Regions from separate parts of the Pan troglodytes genome. Here region 2 is linked to region 1. A link is a contact called in public HiChIP or PLAC-seq data. All regions are on one chromosome and are shown on one strand. Each heading gives the region's core, a stretch centred on a gene start, on an enhancer-like site or on the middle of the called end of the contact. The rest is flanking DNA. Distances are from core to core; before and after follow the strand shown. Region 1 holds the start of KRIT1 (KRIT1 ankyrin repeat containing). Region 2 holds the start of GATAD1 (GATA zinc finger domain containing 1).

Region 1 (3,769 bases), core at 493-2,992:
CAGATCCATCTTTCTTAATGAAATGACAATGTTTTTCAGCAACACAAAACACCAAAGCTACCAGTCTACACTACACAGTAGTTTGCAGAATAACAACCTGCAGTACACAGTAAAATTATTCTTAAATTATCGTTTGCTTCCTATGGTGCTCTGAAAAGTAGCAAATGCATAAAGTCATATAAGAGCTATTGTCCAAACACTGACAGCATTAAAATTATTTTAAAATCTAATTTCTGGAAAGTTCTGCAGGAGCAGTTTGAAAAGCAAATCAAATTCTAATGAGAAAAAACGTCTAGTTCAAAAATCTGAAAATACACTTTGAAGACATTCACAGTTTAAGCAGCAGGAGGGTCATAGGCACCAAGGTGTGTAACATCTGTGAGTGGCTGATACAAAAAAAGATTTCTCTGGAATTAATGATTGAAAATAATTATCAAATACAATCTAATATGATCTTTAAACGTCTCTTGTCTCAAAAGCAACAAAGCAAAAGCTTGTAACAAAGCAAAACCTTCCAATACACAGATTTTTACACCTTACACATACCCACATACTTCACAAATTAAGAACTAGATGAAAATTAGAATACTAAAATTTAAAGGTATCTAAAATACACTATTTGAAACAGCAGACTCTTATCTTTACATTTATCTGTCAGATCTACCAGTAAAGCTCTTCTGAAATGGTCATTTCAATACAAGATTGTTCGATATGCCATTCCGTGTGAATAGAGCTTGGGAGACTAATTCTCAAAATCTCCTCAGGAGATGCTTTATTACAGCTCTAGTTTCAATTTCCTGCGACTCAAACAGCTACGTACAGAAAAACAGCTCATACATACGGAGAAGAATAAGAATACAGGGGAGCGCTCCATTCTTTTGTTTTGGTGGCAGAAGCTGCAAAAATAAAGGTTCACTGGAGCCATCTGCACCTATCCCCACCCATCACAGCCCTGCAGAGCACTTTTACCCATCCGCTTCTCAAGACTCTCTCTAGCCCCCGAGGTCGGCAGAACCCGTGGCTTTCCACGTCTCAAAGGATGGGGGTGGGGGGGAGGCTGCGAGGAAGGACACAGATCCTTTGAGGACAGAGGGACAAGGAGATGCATCCAGATGGGGAGGATGGGACGCGTCACGGAGACCCGGAGGCTTGCATATTCGCTGGGAGAAAAGCCCTGTAGGGCAGAGAATGCTGCCTGTTCAGGGATGGGGACAGACAGAACAACAATGCTCCAAAACAGGCGACAGACACACTCCTAGTAGATCCGGGAGGGTGTGAACTAGATAGCTCTGAACTCGGAGCCACAAATGGGTACAGGCAGCCTCAAACACATCTGTACCGCGAAGCTGAGACTTACGGTTACTTCTCTCGCTGAGGGTAAGGGTCGGTGGACCCAGCAACTCCGCAGTTCCGCCTCCGCCGCCCCTGCCTCTACAGCCGAGCTGGTGACCTCAGGTACCCAGCCCGCCCCACCCACCCGGACGGTTGCCCCTTCCTCGCCGGCCCGGGTGCACCCGCCAGGCGGAGGCTGATGTGGCCGAGGGTGCGCACTGGCGGCCCGCGGGAAGCGCTGCGTGAGCCGAAGGCGCCCGCGGCGAGGCTCAGACTGGGTGGGCGCCCCCCATCCCTCTCCGGCCGCTGCGCCGCCTCACTCGGGGGAGGGGAAGAGGGGGCGGTGGCTCTTGCCTCCGCCTCGCGGTTAAGTCCGGCTCATGTTCCAGCCTTGCGCGCGCGCAGCCCCGGCCGCCCTCTTCCCCTCCCCCGCCTCCGGCTCCGGCTCAGCCGCTGGCACCCCCACCGCCACCACCCTAGTCTCCTAGTCGCCTGCCACCAGCCCCTGAGAGACTGCAGGTCCAGTGAAAAGGAGCCGGAACGGCAGCAGCCCGGCCGCCGACCCGGAAGCTCTTCCACCGCCAACCGCGAGGCTGCAAAGGGTGTGAACCCGGAAGCGATTTCATAGCCACGGTAACGGCGGGGTGGAAAGCTAAGGCCTTTGAAGACCTGGGACCCCGTAGTTTCGGGAGAGGGTGAGGGGTGAATGGTGCTGAGGTGCGAGGAGAGGGAAGGACAGTAAAGAGCAGGTGGGCAGGAGGGTCTCCGACTCCAGAGACCTGAGCTTTTTGGGGCGCGGGTGGGGAGCGCGGGGGAACCCTCAAGACGGCTTTCTTTTGGCGACTGAGGGTTTTTCTGCCGCAGGAAGCTGGGCCGGGCTGCTGTGCCTGGGAGGCGGGAAGGAGGAATGAGAAAGCGGTGACGGTCCCTGCCCCTGCTCGCCAGGTGACTGTCCCACCCATTTAGTTGAATGTAGCGGCCAGAGAGGCACTCGCGGCAGCACGTACGGGTGGGACCTCTCGGTGTCCTTCGGGAAACAGGAGGAGCAAGTTCGACTCCAGCGAGGGAAAACAGAGGTGGGAGACTGAACCATCTCCACATCTAGTTGCCCCAGGCAAGGAGTTTATTTTTCACATGTAGTTACAGAGAAACCATAGCCACTTTTTGGGTGGAAACTCTTTGAGCAAAGAGGCTTACGTTTTTCCCCAGTAGTGGACGTTGACGGGTGGTGGCGCAGGAAAAAACCTCCCAGGCAGAGTGATTACGTATTTTTGTCATTGCAGGGAAAGGGATTCACAGCTTGTCATTCTAATTCACTTCTCCCCCTCTAACTCACTTCTCGCCTCTACACCTTTCTCCATCTTTTAAGGTTTTTGGCTTTCATCGCTTTTTCTACATGTTTTTAGCCTCACCAGAAGTCTTTCATCTCGGTGGTCCAACTCAGGATCTCAGCCTCATTATTTTCTTACCCTTCTGGAGTGCATATGTGCCTTTACAGTTTCTGTTTGCAAACGCTGTCTAGCATACTAAGAGGATGTTAGCAAACCTGTTCCATGGACACTAAATGGCAGTTGTACATCTCCCCTCATCAGTCATAGTGACAACCAGAAATGCCCTCCATATTTTCCAGTGATCCCAGGTAGGTGCCACCCCCCCAATTAAGGACCACTTCCACTGCTTTATTTATAAGATCTTATTACTTAGGGAGCATATTATCATTTGTGCCTAACATTTTCCAGAATGGAGTGAGCCATATAACAAAATGCCACGTTTCCTGTACTTATTCACTTGAACCCTCATCTCAGACTCAGTCTAAACATATTGCAAACTCTAGTTATACCTTTCTTGTATTTTAGTTCAAGCTACTCATTTTGTATCAGTTTGTATGTGTTTCTCCCTTAGCAGTTTTACCTTCCTATGTTAGTTACTTTTGTTATTTTCCTGTTAAGCCTTTGTTTCCTTCTTTCATGTCACTGGAAGAATGTAGATTTTAAGTAGTCAAGTACGAATAGTTCTTGAAAATGAATTTTAAGAATATTTTGGGGATATGGTAAAAAAGTATTTGGTTTAAGAAAACAAAATACTGTTACTGTCATAGTTATGTCTTTTTAAAATCACATTTGTTTACCTTTTAAAAGTTCAGGCTTCTGTGCAGTATTAATTAAATATTCTAGAGAAGTGATGAGTATTGACAAAGTACTTTGCTAGTAAATGTTTTCTTAACATGAGTTGACCAAGACAGGAATTGATTTGCTTTAAATTGTCTTTAGAAAACTAAGAGTTACTTGATTTCTCTTATAGGTCCTTAATAGATAAAATGGTTTCTGTAATTGTGCCCATATATCATACAGTGTATTCACAATACAATGTCTTTCTTTTTGGGGCTTGCAGTCTTCAATGCGTCTGTCTCATAATTTGTAAACGTTTATTATCTTGA
Region 2 (3,497 bases), core at 658-3,157, 200 kb before region 1:
CATCATCATAAGTCAGTAAGATACATTTTCTGGGGCTTTAATAACAAATAAATATGCAAATGATGAGTTCTAGTGTTAATATTTACTTAGATTTTTAAAGAATGAAAAAAAAAAGTTTTCTTAGTGTACCTGGCCATATCAAGAACCATAATCTCTCCTCTTCCTTTCCATAGAGAACCCCAAAAAATGGGCTCAAGGTTGATGTTTCTTTTAAACCCATATTTTATATTTTCCAGGGGAAAAAATAAAAGCTAAAAAAAAAAAAGGAAAGAGTATTATTAACTTTATAAACAGTGAGCCTCCTGCAACAGAGCTCATTCCGTTTTGGGGAATGTGGACCATTCCCCAGAATACTAAGGAAGGGCTACCAAGGGCAGAGTCCAAGTTCAATGGTGAGAAATGAAGGCAGTGGCAGGATACACACAACGTCATTACAGTAAAAGGCACTGTCCACAAATATCTTACATTTTTCAATTTAAATATATGTCTTCTCCCTTTTCCTTTGGTGGAGACTTTCTTTTCAGCAGCCGGAGCAGATTTGTATTTAGTGTTTCTGAGCCGAGCAGACCTCCTGTGAATTTCCTGCTTACTCTGTTACACAAACAAATTAAAGAACAAAAAGAGAAAGAAGTAAAAAGTGCATAAAGGTTGCAATACAATCATCTTACAAGGATCCCAGAGTATGTACTTTATAAGAGCATTTAACAATTAAGATTGCGCTTTTGCTTTTCAAGAGAAGTAATTACAGCAACTAGGCTAAGTAAAACCGGAAGTTTAGCACCCGGAATCTCGGAGCTCGCTGGACAGGCGTCTCCAGAGCCTCCAAAAGGTGTGAGCTGCTTGTAATAGGGCAGGAGGCGGGAGTAGGAGTCAGTCTTGACCAAGACAAACACTATTCATTTGTTGTGTCTACAATAGAGAAAAACACTTAACAACTTTACTCCCTAAGGCCAGAGAACGTAGTAGGTTATGGCGCCCCCTGCAACGGAATACTTAAGCTGCCATTTACAATAATGACATAATAATCTTACTTCATAACCTGATATGACAAAACCTTTAACAAGGAATGAGGTCCAGCGCCTGCATTTGTGGCATGACACTGTAAACGACTGTGTAGACATGTGTATATTGAGATTTTCTTAAGGGCTTTACATCTTGGTTCTTATTGCTTTGAATTTCTTACAATAACAGGTGCTTGGGAATGGGCCAAACGAAAGATCTCAGTAGGAGGTGGGGAGGGGCGTTCCAGCCAGCAGGAGCACGGCGATCCGGGAAGCCCGCGCCCGCCCGCTCCCAGCCAGCCCGTCCCCGCCCGCCTAGCACCTGGTCGGCCTCCGCCGGCGGGAGGGGCCGGAGGAGCTCACCTGCTTGCCGCCCCCGCCCCCGTTGCTCTGCGGAGGGGTGGCGGAGGTGCTGGCGAAGGTCGCCGCGCCGAAGCCGCCGCCGCCGCTGCCCCCAGTCCCTCCAGCCGCCCCCGAGCCTGCGCCCCCGCTGCCCGCGCCGCCCCGGCCAGTGCAATGATGGCAGAGGATCTCCCCCTGCGCTCCCTTCTTCCACATGGAGGACGACGTGGTCTTGCATACGCTGCAGGTGGGCTTCAGGCCCAGCGGCATGGTGGCCGGCTCGGGCGGCCCCCGCGGGCGCAGAGACACGGGAATGGCGGACGGTAGCCCGGCCGCCCCCTGGTCGGCCCGCCACTCCCGGCGATAGGAAGAGCGGTGAGGGCGTCGGCACCGAGCTGCCGGTGAAAGGACCAGGCCGCTGGCGCTGCCCCGTGGAGGCGGGAAGCAGGTTCCGCCGGCTCCGCTGGCGGAGGCCAGGATTCCCTGGCCCGAGGCACTGGGAAGCAGGACTGGGAAAGGGATCTGGCCGGGCGGGGGGACGCGGAGACTTCCGGCGGTGAGCTGGCCCCAGGGCCCCGCGCCCGACCGCCTGACCGGAAGTGCAGCACCCGGAATTACTGGGAGCTTGCTGCAGTTCCGCTTGCTGTCGCCTAGGGGCAGGGTTCTCAAACTTTTTGGTCTCAGGCCTAGAATTTGCCGGGTAAAATACAGGACGCCCAATTAAATGTGACTTTCAGGTAAACGACGAACAATTTTTTTAGCGTGAGTGTATCCCATGCAATAATGGTTTATCCGAGAGGCGTTTAACTGGGGGTCCTGTATTTTTATGTGCTAAATCTGGCAATCCAGGTCTGGCGTGGTGGCTCACGCCTGCAATCCCAGCAGTTTGGGAGACCAAGGCCGGCGGATTACTTGAGCTCAGGAGTTCGAGATCAGCCTGGCCAACGTGGTGAAACCCCTTCTCTACTAAAAATACAAAAATTAGCCGGGCTCAGTGGCGGGCTCTGGGGTAATCCCAGCTACCCTGGAGGCTGCAGCAGAAGAATCTCTTGAGCGCGGGAGATGGAGGCTGCAGTGAGCCAAGATCGCGCCATTGCACTCCAGCCTGGGGGATAGAGTGAGACTCCGTCTCAAAAAAAAAAAAAAAAAAAATCTGGCAATCTTACTTAGGAATCCTTTACACTCTTAAAAATTATAATTTGGACATCGCCCTACACCTCCCCCATGTCTGTACTTTTGTTTAGTTGAATTCAGAGCATGCCATTTACGGACATCGACAAAGGGTTCAGAAAATGCCATCCACTGACATCTATGTATTAGAAATTGAAATTGAGACATTTTACAGCCTAAGATGTCAAGCGCACATTCTTCAGCCTTTGGATAATATCGTTGCAAGTCCTGTGGACTCTGAAAAGTATACAGATTAGAGAATGCGGAGAAAATCGAATAGCTGGCTGTTATTCAATTCAAAATTGTTGGAAAACAGTTTTGGCTCTGAGGACCCAGCAGTTGACAAACAGCAGGCCTGGGACAAGAGCAGTATGAGAAGTCAGATCGCCTCTTTTAATGTCACTAGTCAGTACAGGCCTCGCCAGACAAGTCTCTCCTCAGCCTCACTTGGAAGAACATGCCCTCTCTTCATGATCCTGGGTTTCCTAGACTTAGTATCCTTGGAAAGGTCTTGATGAATATATTGTGGTGGGAAGCAGTGGGGAGAAACAAACGCCTATTATGTCACAAAACCACATTTAGTGCTTATAACAACCTTGGAATGAGATATTATCAGATTTTACTGTTAATTGGTGATCAACGGAGGCACTTCTATGTGGACTGGCTGTCATTATAGCTGCTGCCCTTGGCACCAATTTCGAGGAGGGCTTTGGAACAGCCCTCTGGGGTGTGGGTTGTGGCTCAGTCACCTCCCCTCTAAATCTCAGTTTCCTTAACAGTAAAAATAAGTTTCCAGGACTGTTATGGGGATTAGGGCCAACTGTAAAAGTGGCTGAGGAGACTAGGTAAAGAGTGTTGTCTCATTTTAGAACAATGCTGAAGGTGTTTAGAGCCTGCCATCCTAAAATATGCCACTTTGGCATACTGATTCTTCTGAGCCAGAGGCAATGGAGCAAAAACAGATGCAGGGAAGGCTGTCTGACC

What was found. HiChIP or PLAC-seq counts read pairs in DNA pulled down with a chosen protein or histone mark.
Region 2: an H3K4me3 HiChIP or PLAC-seq map of stem cell-derived excitatory neurons shows a contact between it and region 1, with 6 times the contacts expected there. The contact joins the promoter of GATAD1 here to the promoter of KRIT1 in region 1. A contact is called at or near these places in 1 of 7 Hi-C or Micro-C datasets (stem cell-derived neural progenitor cells) and 1 of 1 datasets of contacts at active chromatin or transcription factors (stem cell-derived excitatory neurons).

The regions. Positions count from the first base shown.
Region 1 is chr6:101,620,582-101,624,350 of NHGRI_mPanTro3-v2.0_pri, reverse strand. It overlaps KRIT1 (KRIT1 ankyrin repeat containing), which reads left to right and starts at 1,742. Exons shown (of 18, transcript XM_016945150.4): 1 at 1,742-1,965; 2 at 2,197-2,446. All of the region lies in intron 3 of ANKIB1 (ankyrin repeat and IBR domain containing 1), which reads right to left.
Region 2 is chr6:101,821,987-101,825,483 of NHGRI_mPanTro3-v2.0_pri, reverse strand. It overlaps GATAD1 (GATA zinc finger domain containing 1), which reads right to left and starts at 1,907. Exons shown (of 5, transcript XM_001166816.7): 1 at 1,365-1,907; 2 at 466-591. The coding sequence starts at 1,613.